2 separate regions of the Sus scrofa genome follow, and region 1 is linked to region 2. Evidence: chromatin contacts called from public HiChIP or PLAC-seq data. All regions are on one chromosome and are shown on one strand. Each heading gives the region's core, a stretch centred on a gene start, on an enhancer-like site or on the middle of the called end of the contact. The rest is flanking DNA. Distances are from core to core; before and after follow the strand shown. Region 1 holds the start of SCAPER (S phase cyclin A-associated protein in the endoplasmic reticulum). Region 2 holds the start of ETFA (electron transfer flavoprotein alpha subunit).

Region 1 (4,900 bases), core at 220-2,719, 470 kb before region 2:
TATAGGGTTCCTTTTCGGGGTGATGAAAATATCCTAAAATTGATTATAGTGATGGTGGCACAGCTCTGTGAATGTACTAAAAACTATGGAATTGAACACTTTGAATAACTGTATGGTAAGTAAAATAGCCTAATAAACTCTTTTATATGTATGTGAGAAAAATGATGACTGGTTTTTATTTTTATCTTCTTGATTTTGAGAGGTTCAAGTGGAGATGACCAGGTATTTAGCAATGTGTATCTGGAACTCACAGCAGAAATCAGGGCTGGAGATATATACTGGGAAATCTGGAGGACAAAGATACTAACTAAATTTATGTAAAAAGAAACAATCCTCAATGAGTCTGTCCCTGGGGAAAAAAGAAGGCTTTCACCTATCCCTGAGGGATACTACTATTTAAGGGATGGGAGAAATAAGAGGAAACTTCAAAAGAGATGGAGAGGGAGTGTTTAGAGATGAAGAGAAATCAAGGAAGTAAAAACGGAAGTCAAGGAAAGAATGTTTCCAGAAGGAAGGAGTGTCAACTGATTCAGAGAGAAATTAAGTTAGGTCATGATGATAATGTTCATAGGATCTGAAGTAAGGAGATCCCTAGTGACTTTGGAAGGAATGGTTTCTATAAGGTGATGAGGCTGAAACCAGAAGGGCAATAACCTGAGTTTTTAGACGTGAGCAGTAGTTGAAGTATTGGAGACATTCTTGAATAGATAATTAGAGACATGTATTTGTGAAGGGAAGATCTGTAAAGAGGGGAAAGTAGAGGTTGAAGTAGGGTTTGGTGGGTTTGGTGGGAGAGTTCAAGACGGGTGAGGTTGTTTATGTGCTTATAAGAGAAAGGGGACAATTGATAAGAGGAATAAGGCCCTGTCTATCTTTTATGAAATCACATGTTCCTTACAGCAGTATGTTTCCTCCTTATCCTATGCATTTGTTTACTGTAGTGCTTATCATCTCATTATCATGGAACTTATCACTATTTTCTGTTTCTACCCTGTTCCAGGAAGGCACATGTTTTAATATATTTTATTAACTCTAAGAACCTAGAAAGTATCTGGTGTAGAGGAGATGCTCCAAAAACTCTTGATAAATAAATGAATGAAAGAGCAAGTTTTCTAAAAAGCCAAGTGGGGTGAGCAGCCAGAACAGCCAACAGTATGGTTCCTGCCTTTACAATGCTTATAGTTTAATTGTGAGGTAGACTCTGTTGGATTCCATGACTTCCTCCTTATTGTGGGTAACAAGGGATAGGGAAAGGTAAAGAGCTTGAGTTTCCCAGCAGGATGAAGAGTGATGGAATATTCATTTGATAATTATGGTCTGCGTTGTTCAGAGCTGTGATTTAATATTGTTACATTATTTAATTCGTATGTTTATTTTGTCTTTGAAGTAGAGAAAACACAAGTGTTAGGTCATTGTACTTTGTGCCTTTCAAGCCTGGCACAGAAGAGAGGCGGAAAGTCATTGCGTTAGAGGGTAAGCTGTGTTTGGTTTAGCGCTGCACGCTTTTCTGAAGCTCTTTCAGAGTTACAGATTTTTGAGGCGGACTTCTAGGTCCTTTATCTATGGGACACACCGCGGTGATAAAGGCAAACGAAAGGGAATGAATCCGAGAGAACTGAGCTGTCAAAAACAATGTGCAAGCGCTGCCCAGGGAAGGGAAGAACTCGCGAGAATTAGCCGCACCCAGCACCACGAAGCAAACCCACGCTGGGCCTCCCGCCTTCGCGGTCCCCGGGCGCGAACCCGGCTGCGCTTGCGCGCGGAATGCCTGCGCTAGGAGCCAGGAGCCGCGCGGACGCAGCTGGGAGTCACATGGGGTGGCGGACAATCGCTCCGCCTCTCCGCAGCGGCCCCGCCCCGCCCCGCCCCTTTCCCGGCGGGACGCTCGGAGTCGACCCGAGCTGCGCAGGGCGGTCAGGGGTGAGTGTCCGCGAGGGGCGTGCGTCGCGCAGAGCCGGACGGGCCTGGGTTGGGGCGCGGGCAGGAAGAACGCGTTGTGGGGGCCAAGGGGACAAAATGGCGGCGGGGTACGCCCTTTCACCCCCTCCCCTCACCTGGGACTGCGGGCGGAGAGGGTAGGGAACGCTGCTGGGGGAGGGGAGCAGAGGCCGCTTGAGAGGGCCATGGGGTCTTCTAAGGAGGCCTGGAGGCGGGGGGTGGGGTGACGAGTGGGCAGGGAGCCTGCCCTTCGAACTCAGCGGGGGTGTGAGCGACAGGGGATCCTGTGCACCTCACGGGCCGAGTGGTGGGCGGGGGATGGCTTTATTCCGTCAGGGGGGGCGTCCCTGGCGGCACCGGTCTAGGCTTCTGGACTGTCCATCCTGCTAGGGGCTTGCGGGGGAGCCGCCTCCCCAGCCGTTCATTTGACAGGTGATCGTCATCATCTCATTCTCAATGGGGTTTACCTCTTTCCCTGCACATGGACTCTGGAATTAGCTCTGCCCGGGGAGCTGAGCGGGAAAGATCTCTTCCATTTTACAAATGCGTAAAGGCGTTTGTAAGGCTTGGAGGGGTAAAGAGTTTAACCATGGCCTCGCACCTGGGAGTAGTAGAACCCGGTCTTCTGCCTCTCTTAGTGCTTCCTTCCCTGCACTTCATTCGCGCCTCCCCCTCTCAGGGTTCTGCCAGTGAGGGACGGGATTATTTGAAAGCGGGCAGAAAACTGGTCCTCCAAGCAGCACCTGCTGCTGTCAAAGTGGGGCCCGCCTGCGTGAGAGCAGCTTCCTGTTGCTGGTGAACTGTATTCCTCATTCTGTTTGTGTCAAGTTATTTTCTATGAAAATCGCTATTCAGTATAGTCATCTTACTGAGTAGATAGTAATTCCTTGTAAGTATTATAGGTTGCTAGTTTACATACTGATTTCACCAGCTTTAACAATTTCATCCTCATAAACAATGCGAGGTGGAAAGATGGGATAAGCGTTATGCCCATTTTACCAATGGGGAAACTGCGGCCGTTACTTACCCCAGATCACTTGCTGGTGAAGGCTTGCTCCAGGATTAAGTTTTCAGACCCACTCTGGTTTATATTGAAACTCTGGCCCCGTATTTTTTCCTGTTAACTATGACTTTTCCTCAAAATGTGTTGGTGCAGATTGTTTTATGCCATATATTGAAATGATCGGAGTACATCCACTAAATAATTAATATTTTAATTAATCAACTTATATGGTTTGGAAAGTTGTCTTTGTGGAAGGAAGTGATCAGGCTTTGAAGGCAGACTGATCTGTATTTGAATCCCAGTTGTCCTTTGACAGATTCATTTTTTTGAGCCTGGATTTCCTCTTCTGTAAAATACGGATATTATTATCCACCTAACAAAATTGTTGATAGCAAGTAAATGTGATATCTGTAAAGCATTTAGAACTGCTCCTAGCTTATAGTAAGCCCTCAACAAATGCTTGTTACTTTCCTTCTTTCTCCCTATTTCCTTGAGTTGTAATTCCTAAATTCTAAAATTCTCTAAACCCTGGTAGTTTAGGTCAGTCTACCTGGTTTATTATGCATGGAACCATAATCAGTGTTGCTGTGAAAATGGTGATTGGGCTACAAAGGATCTAGTGGTTTTTTTTTGGTTGTTGTTGTTTTTAGGGGGTTCTTTTTAGGGCCGCAAGCTAGGGGTCTAATTGGAGCTATAGCCACTGGACTATACCACAACCACAGCAATGCCAGACCCGAGCCGCGTCTGCGACCTACACCACAACTCATGGCAAGCCGAATCTTTAACCTGTTGAGCTAGGCCAGGGATCAGACCTGCGTCCTCATGGATCCTAGTCAGATTGCTTTCTGCTGAGCCACAATGGGAACTCCAGGATCTAGTGTTTTAAACATAGACTTTAAAAATGTTTGTCCTTAAAGACTTCCTAGATATTTAAGGATCATTAAAATGTTGATTTGATAGTGACTTTATTAATACCTTCATGTAACTGCTTTACCGAAATATTTTAAAGATGAAAGGGCTTGAGTCTTTTCTTTCACTTTCATACCCAACCACAACCCAGCCTAGATTAAAGGAGAAGCAAAAAATCTTTGGGAATCGCATTGGAACATTCTTCAAACACTTAGAAAGTGGTGGTGTTATTTAGTGGGAAGTTAAGTAGACTTCTCTCTGATGGTGCAGTCTGACATCCATGGTGAAATTGGCATTCCTGAAATTGTAGAAGCAAAAATGACAAATGGCTTGTATAACAGATTTAAAGAAGTCACTAATAAAAATCTGTTTCCATTTTTATGTTTGGCTTTGGCAATAGGTCTTATGGAATATATGTGAAAATATCTACAGTCAATTGGTGGAAACGACCTTAAAAAATTACTGAAAAGAAGTGGTTTATAGATAGATTTTTCCCCCTAAGACATGAAACACTAAAGATTTCATGAAGTTTTGCTGAAATAATAACTACTTTTTAACAACTTCTTAAAGTAGTAAGTTTATTATATATCTTGAAAATATGTGAAGTGGAAAGAATAAAAAAAATTAGTTACTAGATACCAGTTTACTTCAGCAATTACCTATTCATGGACAGTCTTATCCCATAAAAGCTATCTCCCCATTGTTTTGAAGCAAATCACAGACATCATATTTCACTTGTATAGAGTTCTATATGTGTCAGACCTGCTTTTACTTTACTATTGGTAAAGAGAGGTATTTTTGATATTTTCAAAGAGGCATGCCAGGTTTATGGGAGAAAATAAATGCCTCTTAGTTGATGTGCTTATGGTAGTAAACATAGGAATGATCAGAATTGAAAAACCTCATTAAATAATTTGGAATTATAAAATGTCCATATTGCTCTTCAAAATGCTTATTTTAGGAGTTCCCACTGTGGCTCAGTGAGTTAAGAACCCGACATAATGCCCGTGAGGATGTGTGTTTGATCCCTGGCCTTGCTTAGTGGGTTAA
Region 2 (4,895 bases), core at 2,132-4,631:
TTCACAGCCCCACCCACCACGTGGGCACAGACGCATTCTAAGTGGATGCAATTTATGTTCAAGTTTTGGTCACAGAAGCAGGAGAGTGAACAAGGGGAAAGGGTTCATTCATCCTGGAGGTCAGAGAAGGCCTTACGGAAGAAATGTCGGGTGAGCTGAGTGTTAAAAGTTGATTAGAGGTCTGCTGGGTGGGGAAGGGAATTCTAGACAGAGGCATGAGCAGAAGCCAAGCGGAGAGCCCTTCAAATGTTTGTCGGCTCCAACTTTTGCCCTGCAGAATTTGCATTCCTCTGCAAGGAGTTTAGCAAGAAACAAAGGAATAGAAACATTTATCCTGTGAGGAGGTGATAAATTCCAAGAAGAGAACTCTAAGTGCAGAGGGAGGGGGCTGTTTTATGCAGGGTGGCCAAGGGTGACCTTTCAGAAAATGTGGCTTGTGAACAGAGAGAGGACAAGAGTCGTGTGGGTCGGAGTTCCAATTGTGGTGCGGCGGAAACAAATCCAACTAGGAATCATGAGGTTATAGGCTTGATCCCTGGCCTCGCTCAGTGGGTTAGGGATCTGGCATTGCTATGAGCTGAGGTGTAGGTCGCAGATGTGGCTTGGATCTTGCATTGCTGTGGCTGTGGGGTAGGCCGGCAGCTGTAGCTCAGATTCGACCCCTGGCCTGGGAACCTCCATGTGCCGCAGGTGTGGCCCTAAAAAGACAAAAACAAAAAACAAAAAAATGCATTATGTGGGTCCCCAGGAAAGAGCATTTCAGGCAGAGGGAACAACAGGAGTGCAAAGACTAGAGGTGGGAGCTGCTTGGTTCAAGGAACAGCAGGGTCTGTGGGGCCTAGTGACAGAGGGGACAGCCGTAGAGGGATTTGAGCAGAGGACACGATCAGCCTGCCATTTGGAGGGGAGAGTTTAGGAGGCATGGGTGTAAAGAGAAAGACCAGTCCAGGCAGGAGTTCCCTGCCATGATCCAGGGGAGAGTCGATAGGGCCCTGAGGGAAGGAGGAATGTTGGTGGAAATTGTTGGATTCTGGACATGTTTTGAAAGTAGATCCAATGGGATTTGTTGGTAGACTTGACAAGGCTGGAAAGGTAGGTTGTTACAAAGTTGGGAATTGAGACAATTTCTGCATCTATCACTCCTTTGCTTAAAGTCCAGACTCTTTAGCAAGTCATTTATTGATTTGTTCATTCGTCCAACAAATCCTGATTGAATGCCTCCTGAGCCAGGCACTGTGTAAGGTGTGAAGACACACTAAAAAAAAAAAAAAAGAAAAAGTAGGACAGAGTCTGCCTTTACAGGTCTTCTTACAGTCAGATGGGTGAGACAGACAAAACCAGGCCATTATAACCCATGTGCGCCTGCTTCTATATTTAGGGGAAGTACAGGTGGAAATGAGGGTAGGGGGAAGAGATTTCTAGTTCAGAGTTACTGAGGGAAGGAAAGTCCAAGCTGAAATGTCAAGAATGAATAGGGTTTTTTTGGTTTTGCTTTGGTTTTTTTTAGGGCCGCACCAGCAGCATATGGAAGTTCCCAGGCTAGGTGTTGAATTGGAGCTGCAGCTGCCAGCCTATACCACAGACACAGCAACATTAGATCCGACCACATCTGTGACCTATGCCACAGCTTGTGGCAGTGTTGGATCCTTAAGCCACTGAGCGAGGTCAGGGATTGAACCCACATCCTAATGGATACTATTTGGGTTCTTAACAGGCTCAGCCACAAGGGGAACTCCAAGAATGAATAGGTATTAAACAGTCAAAGAAGTAAAGGGGAGAGAGGGGAGGAAGAGAGCAAGGAGGCAGAGGGAGTAGGGCATTGGAGGATGTGAAGGAAGTTCTTTATGGCCATGGGAGGTCAAAAGGGGGTAAAAGAGGGAAAGGATCAGCTCACACCAGGCTAACATGTCATGTAAAGGGGCTTGAAATATGGAGTTCCCATCATGGCTCAGCAGTGAGCAAACCTGACTAGCATCCATGAGGATGCATGTTTGATCCCTGGCCTCACTCAATGGGTTAGGTGTGGCCGTGAGCTGTAGGTCGCAGACATGGCTCAGATCAAGCCTTGCTATGGCTCTGGCATAGGCTGGGTGGCTACAGTTCCAATTCGACCCCTTGCCCGGGAACCTCCATATGTGTCCCGCCTGGGGGGGGGCACTTTCATTTTATCCTGAGAGCAATGGGGAGCCATCGAAGTGTATTCATTACCCGTTTACCCTTTTGAAAGAGCCCTTTGGTTGCAGTGCAAGATGGATTGAAGGGTGAAGACTGGAAGCTGGGAGAGCAGTAAGGAGGCAACCGCAACAATCCCAACACAGAGCAGGGTAGGAGATAGCCTTGGATGGATTGCGGAATTGTTTGGGGAATGGAATTGCTAAAATTTAATAACTCATAGGATAGGGAATAAAGGAAGAAACAGGTCAAATATGATTCCCAGATTTCTGGCTTGAGCAGCTGGGTGGAGGTGGAAAGCATTCCCTGAGAAAGAGAATGCTAGAGGGGGAATGAAATCCAGAAGAGAATGCCCAGTCAGTTGTGGGTGTATGGGTCTGTGGTGTAGAGGAACATCTGAGGAGATGCCCAGCAGGCAGGTGGATAGGATCCAAAGGTCAGGAGAGATTTGGTAGTCTAGGGCTTTGAAGCCAGGGTGCGGGTGGGGCTGCCCAGGGATAGGTAAGATGGGGAGAGAAGGAGGGCTCTGGTGGGGCCTCATGTTACACCTCCATTCAAGACCTTTCCAATCAGCTGTTTCAGCCCATCTCCAGCTGCTCTGCCTCCGTCAACAGGCAGCACACAGAATCCTGCGCTTTCTCCTTGGTCTTTCCCATCGTGTTCCTTCCCTGTTTGTGCTCAGGAGGGTCCATCTTTCAGAACCCAGCTTAAATACCACCGATTCGGAGAATCTCTTTTCCTAATAGCAATGCTATGTTTACTTGTATGTTTCTGCCATTGTCTGGTGAGATCAACATTTTATGCATCCTATTATTATATTCCCCTAACCTGGAAAATGTGTTTAGCATATTACAGATGTTAGTACTTATATTTGTGATTAAATGAAAGGGCAGAAGAATAATTGGAGTGAGAGGAGTGGCCTTCATCCAGAGGTTGAGAACCCAGCACAGTGACGTTATCAGCTCAGTGGGAAAGTTTAGCCTGTGCGCGCTGCACACTGGGGCCGGCAGACAGCCTGGACTTCCTTCACCCGCAGCTCTCCGGCTTTAACCCTGCCTTTGTAGAGTCCGGCTTCAGCCACAGCAGCCTAGCGCACAGCGTCAGTTTTGCCCCCAGTCCCAAGGCCAGCCCCTAACTTTCCGCCGTCCCCATTGGCTGCCCGACCGCCCAATAGGCAGGCAGGAACCGCGAGCTCTCTCTCCTTGAGGGGGAGTCCGCTCTCGTTCCCGCGTCTCGCGAGCGTTTCGGTGACTCGCGGAGGCGGTGTGGTTGGGTCAGCTGCAGGCTACTGTGGGGCTGAGGGTACTGCGAAGCGGCCTGGTGCAGTGACCATGTTCCGAGCAGTGGCTCCGGTGCATCTCCGGCGGGCGGTGAGTCCAGGCGGGGAGGGCCGAGCCCCGTGTCTGTCCAGCCTCAATCTGCTGTCCCCGGGCAGGTCTGTGTGAAGGTCATCGGCCCTCACATCCGGCAGGCCCAGTCTGGCCTGGGACTCAGGCTCAAAGTTCTTGGGGTTTGGCCGTTCCTCTTTCCGCGACGCCAGCTCGGGGTCGAGGTCAGAGGTCAGAGTACTGAAGCTGCCCTCCTGCTGCCCTTCTCCCTCCCCGCCTTTTTTTCTAAGCCCTTTTCGCATCCTTCAGTTTTCTTCCTTGTACTGCGAGGCTGCCAGGTTCTCCACCTCAGGCGGGGAGCGAGCAGCTGCGCCCCCGGGAATCTTTACGCACGGGAGGAAAATGTCGCCGCTGGGATGCTGTCTTGGAAAAAGTTGAAAACCTGAATTTATCTCGAAACCTGACACTTCTGGAAGAATTAAACATTTTCCTTGGTCGTAGTGTGTCTGCTCGCATCCACTCACTATCAAGAGGGGTGGTGCGGTTATGGAAACTTGCTCTACTCTCTGGCTAATGAGGCAGGGCTGAATTTAAGTGATTGCATGTGTAACCTATCATCCAGTTTGAAGGTTTAGCTAATTCCGAAAGGCAGGTGTCTTTTTACTGCAAGCTGATCTGCTTTTAAACGATCAGATTGTTGGTTAAATAGCTAGGGAACTGTTGGTAGGGGTGTTTTTGATGCTTTCATTAATTACAAATCGTGAGTTTACCATATTTTTCTATGGTGAGAAAGATGATAGAAAATATGTTTTTGTTCTAATGCTAGTGGGACAATAGTATTTGGAGTTGACCAATTACAAGTTAAGTAACAATTTATATTGTAGATACTGTAGCTTTTCTAATTTGCAATTTGGTTAAGTGACAAACAAGATTACTAAACTTTCCTGACGTTTTGTACTTTTTCTACCGTTCTTCTGGTGCATTCAGTTTCTTATCCACTGCTGCAGTTTTCTCTCAGTGACGTAGTTGGCAATCTTTCTAGAGGTCTGAAGCTCTACCTCACCCCCTCCAGTTCCAACCCATATCCTTCAGGTCAGCAATCAGTCTTTCTCCCAGAAATTTTCCTCAGAGGATCCAGACATAAACAAATTAAAGTCATGGATTTGGGAAAGTTCCATGTTTCAGAGCCAGACTCTTATCTATACAGAATTGAAAGGTAGTTTTGTGGACAGGTTAGAAGTCTGGCATAAGTGAAATGGTTATGGAGGAGGAATTTAGAATCAAGTTACTTTGTAGAGCCAAGAACAACAAAATAGAACGACTAGCTTAAATTATAATTATAAACACAGTTTGCAGTATGTATAGACAGTATTTCCAAATCTTTACTGTGATTTG

The links. HiChIP or PLAC-seq counts read pairs in DNA pulled down with a chosen protein or histone mark.
Region 1: a contact with region 2 is called in an H3K27ac HiChIP or PLAC-seq map of alveolar macrophages. The contact joins the promoter of SCAPER here to the promoter of ETFA in region 2. A contact is called at or near these places in 2 of 2 datasets of contacts at active chromatin or transcription factors (alveolar macrophages and skeletal muscle).

The regions. Positions count from the first base shown.
Region 1 is chr7:57,008,881-57,013,780 of Sscrofa11.1, reverse strand. It overlaps SCAPER (S phase cyclin A-associated protein in the endoplasmic reticulum), which reads left to right and starts at 1,469. Exons shown (of 32, transcript XM_021099014.1): 1 at 1,469-1,920.
Region 2 is chr7:56,538,761-56,543,655 of Sscrofa11.1, reverse strand. It overlaps ETFA (electron transfer flavoprotein alpha subunit), which reads left to right and starts at 3,381. Exons shown (of 12, transcript NM_001244403.1): 1 at 3,381-3,542. The coding sequence starts at 3,504.